Regions from separate parts of the Mus musculus genome. Here region 2 is linked to region 1. Evidence: chromatin contacts called from public Hi-C data. All regions are on one chromosome and are shown on one strand. Each heading gives the region's core, a stretch centred on a gene start, on an enhancer-like site or on the middle of the called end of the contact. The rest is flanking DNA. Distances are from core to core; before and after follow the strand shown. Region 1 has its middle 6.4 kb from the start of Mir690. Region 2 has its middle 12 kb from the start of Plaat1.

Region 1 (4,357 bases), core at 1,376-3,875:
GGTTATTAAGAAGGGAGCTGCTAAGACTGAGTGCCAGTTTTCTTTCTTTTCCACATGCAATGTTATGATTATCTGCACTGCCCAGATTATAGAAATGGTCAAACTACAAGCATTATACAAAAGGTGTCATAAAGGTCATGTTTTCCAGGATGCTAAAGTTGGGGAATCTGCTTCCCACTAGATGTGCTATGGACAGTATGGTGCTATGAATACACAGGTCTCAACCTTGTTTCCAGATACTCACACGGTGGAATGTTTTCTACTTCATGGTGTAGCCGAATGTTTGGACAAACTGTTTATACTTACTTAGGCCAAGAGACCAGAGGTCACTATTAGAGCTAACTTGATACATCGTGAACTGTGTTAGCTTCCTTCTTGCCTCTTATCCTTTTTCCCATGTTTCTTTGTTTCTGGAAATTTCATCAATTAATACTTATCTGTAACTGAAGGCTCTTTGATAAGTGCGAGATGCAGATGTGTCCTAAATGCTTGCTCAGTGTACCCTGTTGTATGCAGATGACTAACTACACAGACATGGCTTTCATTAAACTGCTCCAAGGATACTTGCATTTCCAAGAGCAACTCAAATCTGACGTGTAAATCTGCAGCAGCTATGATGTCCCCTACTGTAAACAAGGGACATTGGTGTTCCTCATTCTGTGCCTGTTTGTCCTTCCAAGCTTGAGCCTGCAAATCACATTGTCACTGTCCTTTTTTTCTTCTTTTGAGGTCATTTATGTATAGAAATATATGCAGTAGCCTCTAGACCCAGGGCCTCTGCAAAATGGCCACTGGTACAACCCAGGTAGAGTCCTTGCTTTTCCCTTAAACATTTTCTTAAAACCTCTTCTTACATCTTATATCTTGTCCCTCTCCAATCATTGTTTATTCACAGTGTTCTAAATTACAGATATAAGTTAGCACGCTTTCCAAAGTAAAGCCCCAACTCACTTCTAAGCGTATTCATTTCTCCGTGGTGTTTATATCTTGGAGTCAGGCAGACCTGAGCTCAAATCTTCATTCCGCCCCTTTCTCTTCACGTGACCTTGGGTAACTAACTTCTGCATCTTAAAAGGTAAGAATGACAAGTGTGACGTGTAGTAAATTGACCTCAGTTTCTCAATACCTGACTTTTTCCATTGATTGTGGACAAGATCCTTCCTTGATCCTTGCTTAGTGCCCTTTAGTGGCATTCTTTATTCTGAGATACCCATCTCTTCTCTGTTTCCCACGGGAGCATCTTTAAACACAGTCACTTTTCTGCATCTACCATTTTCTCTTGTCTGGCTCTAATAATACTTATTCTTGCATTGAGGACTCACAGTTCTGTGGAGGGACTCCTTATGCCTTCCTGCCCTTTCCTTAGACCTTGAACACTAGATCAAGGCTCTGACTATCTGACTGAGATGGGGTTCCCTGAGAGGATCTTTCTTGGCCATCATTGCATCCCTACAATCTAGGGCAATGTCTGACACAAGGCAAGTGTTTAATGCAACCGACAAGAGAGCTCAGACAATGTGACAGCCAACAGTCATCACCAGGCGATAGGGACCTCACTTCACTGAAACAGCTCCATTTGCCATTCCCTTTTGCTCCAGTGCCCTTTTGATTTTATGACAGCTGGCTTGTCTAACTGCCTAATTTTATATGTGAGATCAACCCTAAGGGAAAACCACACATGGATACAGCAGGAAGGTATCAGACTGGAGTCCAAATCAGAACTTACTATATGAGACAGCTAAAGAAGAGGATGGGCTGCAGGGTGGTACTGTACATATCTGCAAACTTCCCATAGGCAGGAGGGAGGAAGGTCATGGGAATGTTGCCAGCGTCATATGGCAGGCCCTGAAAGATTATATCCAATGTCCGTATACTAGTTCTAGGCTCTCATAAATGTGGTATTCTTGGGAAAGGATCTTTGATGATGTCCCTCCCCAGGTAAGACCATTCCTGCAGATTTGGGTAGATGCTAAATCAAATTAAGAACTCTCTTGAAGAGGCACATGGAAGGCTTATCTGTGAAGACGGAGGCAAAGAGCCTACTGGTACATATTAGTAAAGTGTCAACACCCCTTTCTCCAAGGCTGTGTCCCCAACAAACACCTGGAGAACACAGCCACGTGGACACCTCGATTTTGAGCAGGCTGCTTCAGAACATTGCCTGTGAGGCCGAAGGTTTGCATACCTTTTAGCTATAGGCATGCAGCAATGCAAATGTCATTCTGAGGTTGAATTAGGTTTCTTCTGAGCATATTCCTTTTATTTATTTATTTATTTATTTATTTATTTTCAATCTTTCTGTAATAGATGATGTGACGTGTGTGTGTGTGTGCGTGTGTGTGTGTGTGTGTGTGCGCGCGCGCCCATGCAGTTTTGCCTTTCCTTGGGCCTCCCCTTTCCTGGGGTTCCTATCCCACAGAAGGCTCTAACACTGCAGGACTCACAAGCGTGACCTAGAGGCGAGGAAGAAGTGTTTGCTGGACGTGGAAGTGCTTTGCGGAAGTATGGTCATCTTGCTGACTAATAAGCACGAACTTCCCGGAAAATACGGGGAATTTGTGGGTGTGTTCCTGCGAAGCCATAGGCTCGCCTCTGCCTCGTTTAGCTGTGCTTTGCTGCCATCGTGTGGTCGCTCTGGTACTTGTCAGCGTTCCGAGTTTTGTAGCTCAATGCTTTATAAACTTTTAAAGATTTATAAACAGGAATTTTCTTAACAGAAAAAACACACTGCGACTATAACCCATGTTTCATATCCAGCGGGGCTGGACATTTGCAGCTGACACTTGCATCGACATCTACAGCTAAGTTATGCAAACCTTCAGCCTCATAACTAATATTTTGGAACAGCCTCCTCGAAATCAAGGTATCCATGAGGCTGTGCTTTTCCGGTGTTTGTGGATACAGCTTTGGAGTTCTGACTTTGCGTTGTTAACGTTCTTACCTTAGAAAATGTTGGAGACTAGGATTGGTAATACCATTTGAAGAATTACAGCAGTTATGTTTGTTTGTTTGCTTGTTTTTCGAGACAGGCGTGTGTGTGTGTGTGTGTGTGTGTGTGTGTAGCAGGTGATAAAAAAACAATCACAATTCACTGAGCATCTGTTATGAGGAAAACTCAGCTCAGAAGGCTTTGTGTGGCTGACCCTACTCAGCATTCAGAGGTCAGCAGAGGTGCGGCTGCGTTCCACATTGGGTGGCATGGACTGGGGTAGGACCAGAGCAGTGGTCCCAGGAGCTTACATTCCTAGGAAACATTCACACTGTACAGAAGCCTCCTTTGAGGCTTGGTTTCAGTTCTGCTTGAGGTTTCTGCACAATCAAAGAAAAACTTAAAATATATACAGCACCCCAGTATGGCATAGAGTGTCGAGCTCAAGGCTGCATTTACGGCCCATCGGGCCTTAACTTGCCCAAGCTTATCTTGGGAGCAGCACTTTATTTGATAATGAACTGTGAACAATGGTTTCTGTTTTATATGGATCGCTGTAAGTGTGGAGACCTCAAGGATCAAGTATTTTAAGCTTATTTCCGTAAGCAAGACAAGGATTCTATTCCAATTAGCATTTTGTGAGGCCTAGCACAAAGCATCTACGTCCCCCTGGCTGCTGGCTCCTGCAGGGAAAATCTTCCTAAATCTTCACGGAAAATCTCCCTGAAGCACAAAGAGCTAGAAACATTCAGCCCCGAAGCAGCAGCCCGTGTCCAAATGGAACACAGGACCTTATTTTCAGAATCGATCTCTGATAGTTTCAAAGAACAAAAACTTTGAAAAATGTAATCATACTGAGATCTCGCACAAGCAAACACATGCTGCACACACACTTCCCTTCATTCTGAGATTAGATCAATTTATTTACCAGTCTGTGTGTGTGTGGGGGGGGGGGGGGACTGAATCTGTGGAAAAAAGAATTGTATTCCAAGTAGCCTGCCTCAAGTGTTAACTGCTGCCGCGCATGCGCGAGCTTCCTAGTAGCAATTGGTGATGGTAGAGTTGAGTGCTGAGCAACTGCATAGGTTCATTCTGTTTCAGCAGCCTCTACATGCACTTGCCGACTGTGACTTGTGGCCGCTCAGGGTGTAGCTGTGTTCACACTGTCACTGGTCCACTCCTAGTGGAGGTGGTATCCCTAGACGTTACCATGACAGCTTTCCTCCTTAGGGAGTGATAAGATAACGGTTAAGTCCCCGGCCCTTCCTCATTTGATGCAGATGCTGCATTAAAACACTAACAGCTGCTGCAGACAAGAAAGGAAATCAGGATTGTGTGAATGAAATCCTGACATTGTGCACAGGGTGAATGTGGGAGTTGTGAATTTGAAGGGATGAGGAGCTGGGGGAAGCAGCACTGACTCCTTGG
Region 2 (4,537 bases), core at 266-2,765, 610 kb before region 1:
GAACTGTCTCTTTTCCTTGGGATTCACCATAGGGAGTCATGGAGGCCTTCGCTTTATAGAGACACCATCTAATCTCCCATAGAAGGCCTCTTTGCACTCCCAGCTACAAGCTCAAGCTGATTCTATCCCTGCAGGACCAGCCAGAGCACCGCCCTTTCCCCCCTTGGCCCCAGAGCTAGATCCAGCCCTCAGGCCTCCACTCTGTTCTCAGTTCTTCTCTGTTCTCAGCTCTTCTGAGGCTCCCAGCTACATGTGAGTGTCTGGGAGCTTGAGAAAGAGAAAGAGAGGGCCCAGCCTCGAGATGGCCCGGAACCCCGAACTAGCTCCAGCTATCTTACCCCCTCAGACTTACACCCCGAGCAGTGATCCATGGCTTCCCTACAGTCTGACACCCACCTGGCAATAGTGTGGGGTAAGCGGGATCAAACTTCCTGAGTCCCGCCTCCCCGAGTGGCCAAGTTCTGTGGCAGAGCAGACGTGGGACCTATAACCCTACAAACACTGACAAAGTTAGTGTCATTGACACCGCAATTATACTAGCACAGCACTTGCACCTGTTTAAAAGTCTTAATAGCTCTGTAAATTATTTAAGTGTTTATGGAACCGTCATTGTGTAGCGGTTGCATCGTGCATAGCTCCGCTGTGGCTGCGCAGAGCTTTCAAAAAAGGGCTTTATTTGTGCTTATCGCCATCTTTAATGTGGAGTGCACACAGTGTGCACAGTCTTGAACTAGACTCATTGTATTTTCCCACCACTACTAGATCACGCTGGTGACTCTCAAATGCATTACGTGGCCCTTTTTGCTGTGTGCCTGGTTTCTCTTTGCTCCGACGCAATTAATCCTTCATGATAAAGTCCAATCAACAAATCTCTTTTCTGTCATCCTTGCTGTCTGAGAGCCACTGAGGCAGGGCATGCACCCTGACCCAGTCCACTGAAGGCCTGCCTGCACAAGGAAAGCAGAGCGGGTTGGGGGAAGACTTAGCAAGTGTCTGGGAAGGTCTTGTTGTCTGGGAAGTGTCTTGTCGGGACACTGGTTTGGCCGCTTCCCATGGAAGACTGGTGGTAAAGTAGCTCAGGGAGTTCTGTATTCTAATCTGGATTCAGGTGAATGGCTTTCATGACTTTTATCCAAGGAGATCCTCAGGATTTGAAATTCATGTTAACCCTGATTAATATTTTAATGAAGCTCAATAATCAAGTGGATGTTGTAGCTAAAGCTTTTGTCCAAATGTTTAGTGCAATCTACAGTTCCAGTTGTTCTGCTTGAGCCAAAAGACTTGGGGGCCGGGGTAGAACATGGGCACTAACACTAGTTTCACCCCGGCTGAATTAATACATTAAGCTGTATCAGAAGGCACATGGAGGGAGGAGAGGCTCGGTTTGCAGCTGTTAAGGAAACTGAAGCCCCGCCTTGTAGGCCTGGTGTGTGAGCAGATCCTCAGCCGTCCTCCAGGAATGCAGCCAGTTCTCTTTCTCCCGCCTCTCATCCCTCTTGCCTCTCGCCAGGCACTGTTAATCCTTGCCTTATTTTCCAAATGTTTCTGTCTATTCCCTCACTCTGTGAAGCACTCACACCCAGTAGTCAGAAGGCTTCTGTGAAATGTCAAAAACAACATTGCTCCCCTCCCCCATCCCTCCAGTGACTGCATTCCAGTCTCCAATCTCCATCAGTTTTCAAGCCTCTAAGGTCTGTTATCTCCTTTACTTTCCTGCTGCTCAAGCTTGGCCCATCTGCTTCTGGAATTGTCAGTGCTTGCCTCCCCTCCAGACTTGCGACTTGCGTCTGCTGTTCCCTTTTTCTGGAGCACTTTCTCCTTCCTGTCCCCAAAGAGCTACCTGCCTGATCTTCCAAGTCTCTCAGATGCCAGGCCTTAGTTAGACTTTCTCTAACCAGTCTATACAAACTATCACACTACTCTCACACTGGCTTATGTTAACAGTTTTACTGTAACTCTGAACCGTGCCTGATCCACATTGGTTATCAGTCACTCTTTCCACTATGGGAAGGGAGCTCCTCACACACAGGGACATGATTTGTACCTTGTAGAAAGAACATGATGTCTGATACATAATGAGCAGGTGTTAAGTAAGTGAGTGACACAAAATCCTCTGTCAGTCTCTCAGCCGTTTTCTGGACTGTCTCCTCCTTGAGGCAAAAAGGCTGCCGCAGCTCCCACTGCCTTGTGCTCACACGCTGCTTTCAGAGAGGAGAATCAGTAGGCACTGGTCTTTCCGCACAAGTATTTCTCTAGAATGAGCTCCCCAGAAGGCTTCCTTTTACACTGTACTGACAAGAACTAGAGCAAGGACTGTCCCCTACCATCAAGGGATCTGGGTAGGCATTTGATTTCCTAGTCTGTGGAGAGGGAGACATGAAGATGAGAAAAGTAAGATTAATAAAATGAGAATGTCAATAAAATGCCAGGACTACTGCATCCCACTGCAGCTCTCCCATGGCGGAGTAGAGGTTCTCTAACCCAGGAGATCTCAGGACATCGTCATCCGTCAATGCTCTGCTTTTTCCTGCCCTTCACATCTTGAAAACACAGCCATTTATATGACTTACCTTTCCAATTTAATAACTTTTATGAAATGAAAACCTTTTCAGGTCATTATGTGGGGAAATCGCTTATACATTTCCATGATTAAGGAAGGTTGGTAGAAGGGTAAGGCAAAGGGGAGAATGAAGAAAAATGGCCAGAGTCATGTTCTCTCTAACCAGCCAAAAGAAGGAAGGATGCGAGAGGTCTCCCGAGCCAGGCTGCTGTGCTGGCAGCGGGCACTGGGGCGAGACAAGGGCAGAAGTGAGAGGCCAACATTGCCCATTTATTTCAGATCCTTATTCAGGTTTGATGAGAGAGCAAAGACCAATCTTGTGTGTGTGTGTGTATAAGGGAATATGTGTATCTGTTATATGTGTGTGTGTGATTTGTGTCTATATGAGGGGGATATGCATGTGTGTGTGTATCTGTGTTTGCATGTGTGCACGTGTACTTGTGTTGTGAACAGATGCTTGTGGAAGCCTGGGGCTTCTTTCTCAATCACAAAAGCCTTATATACTGAGGCCAGCTCTCTCACTGAATTCACAGTTCAGGAGTTCAGCTAGTCTAGTTAGCTCCGGGGATCCTTCATCTCAGCTTCCTGACGGCTAGCATGATAGGCAGCCGCTGTCCCTGCTTGGAGCTTAGCTTCTGAGGATTCAAACTCAGATCCCCACACTTGGCAGGCAAGCACTTTAGGTCAGCCTTCTCCCAGCCCCAGAGACTAGGCTCTTATATAACGTTTCTAAACCAAACCATAAGGTGTTTCCTCTGCAGGTTGACATTGTGGCTAGTGGCAGTGGCCTCCAGGCTCTAAGGCAATCTAAAAATCACAGTAGCTCGTCTGTGCTCTAGAAGAAATGCGCCTTCGTGGGTTCCATGAGCTATTTATGTCGTCCTGCTGACCAGAGTGAAGATGTGTTCTGTAGTCCTGACGAGTCAGAGAACAGACAAGAGAGTAATCTGCCCAAAATCTCGACAAAAGGGCAGGAAGAGGAAACCAGGAGACCCTCTTCCCTCTTATCTAAGGGTTGTGTCCCACTGTTCCACAATGCCAGCGTCCTGGAATCAGAGAGTGAGATGGCATGGAACTCATGATGACACCAGGTCCCACACACCACTAGTGTTTTTTTTTCTGCGAGTTTTCATTTGTACATCTGTGACACAGACAGCCTTTGTTAAAAAGCACAATGGAAAACATGTGGATTGGAGCTAATTAAAATCATCAGGGACTGTAAAAGTCCTTCAGTAAATGTGGCCTGGGGGGTGAGCATGCAGGTCGCTGTCTGATTCACATATACATCTCAATAGCAGATCAGCAGGCTTGCTGATCTATTCGAAGTGACTCTCTGTTCTTCCTGCTCGTTATTAAAGATAAAATTAAGAAGAGATTGACCACGAGAAGTGAATGCTTGACTGGGGAGATAATTGGATTCTCAACTTAATTCTCATACTTGTCACAGATGACCCTGTGACCATGCTGTGTCACCACAGAGGTAGGGAAACAGGTTCTGGCTCTGCTCTGCAGAGTGGGTGACAGGCAACTGTGACAGAGGTTGAGTTCATTGCTCTCCTGTGGTTTTTATCTCCCACCAAGAGGACTGCTTTAGGTTAATGTGAGCAATGTGAAAATTTAACAAATGGTAAATTTCTAGAATATCACTTGGTAAATTGGATATAGATATTAGCAACTATTACAATGTTGCTAACTGGACTACATACATGGCTAGTAAATAGAAATGTGAAAGAACAAGCTGAAATGGATCTTTGACAAAACCAATTTAAGACAGTACATGAAACATATTTTATTCTCATATAAACATAATCCTAAATCCTGTTACTAAGGAATTATCGCACGATGTTTGTTTCAAAAATTATTGAAGACACTTGCCTGTGTAAATGTTGACATAAAAAGCTCTTTCTCTCCCTCTAAATTGAACTGGTTGGAAGTGTTAGCCAGGAACAAATCATCCCATCCAGGAAACTGAATCAA

What was found. A called contact is a pair of places that touch in the nucleus more often than the background predicts.
Region 2: a contact with region 1 is called in a Hi-C map of cerebral cortex, with 1.9 times the contacts expected there. The contact joins two enhancer-like sites. A contact is called at or near these places in 7 of 39 promoter capture datasets (embryonic stem cells, hippocampal neurons, liver and 1 more), 1 of 484 Hi-C or Micro-C datasets (cerebral cortex), 2 of 115 datasets of contacts at active chromatin or transcription factors (embryonic forebrain and embryonic stem cells) and 1 of 9 other capture datasets (adipose tissue).

Annotation. Positions count from the first base shown.
Region 1 is chr16:28,591,504-28,595,860 of GRCm38.p6, reverse strand. It overlaps a transcript of Fgf12 not described here. Among named protein-coding and RNA genes, the nearest start is that of Mir690, 6.4 kb to the left of the region's middle. Within about 2 kb of position 2,625, at least 24 of the 459 cell types and tissues checked have an H3K27ac peak or open chromatin away from gene starts, as enhancers often do. A contact at or near this core is called in cerebral cortex, where this site is marked.
Region 2 is chr16:29,195,654-29,200,190 of GRCm38.p6, reverse strand. No RefSeq gene overlaps it. Among named protein-coding and RNA genes, the nearest start is that of Plaat1, 12 kb to the left of the region's middle. Within about 2 kb of position 1,515, at least 31 of the 459 cell types and tissues checked have an H3K27ac peak or open chromatin away from gene starts, as enhancers often do. A contact at or near this core is called in cerebral cortex, where this site is marked.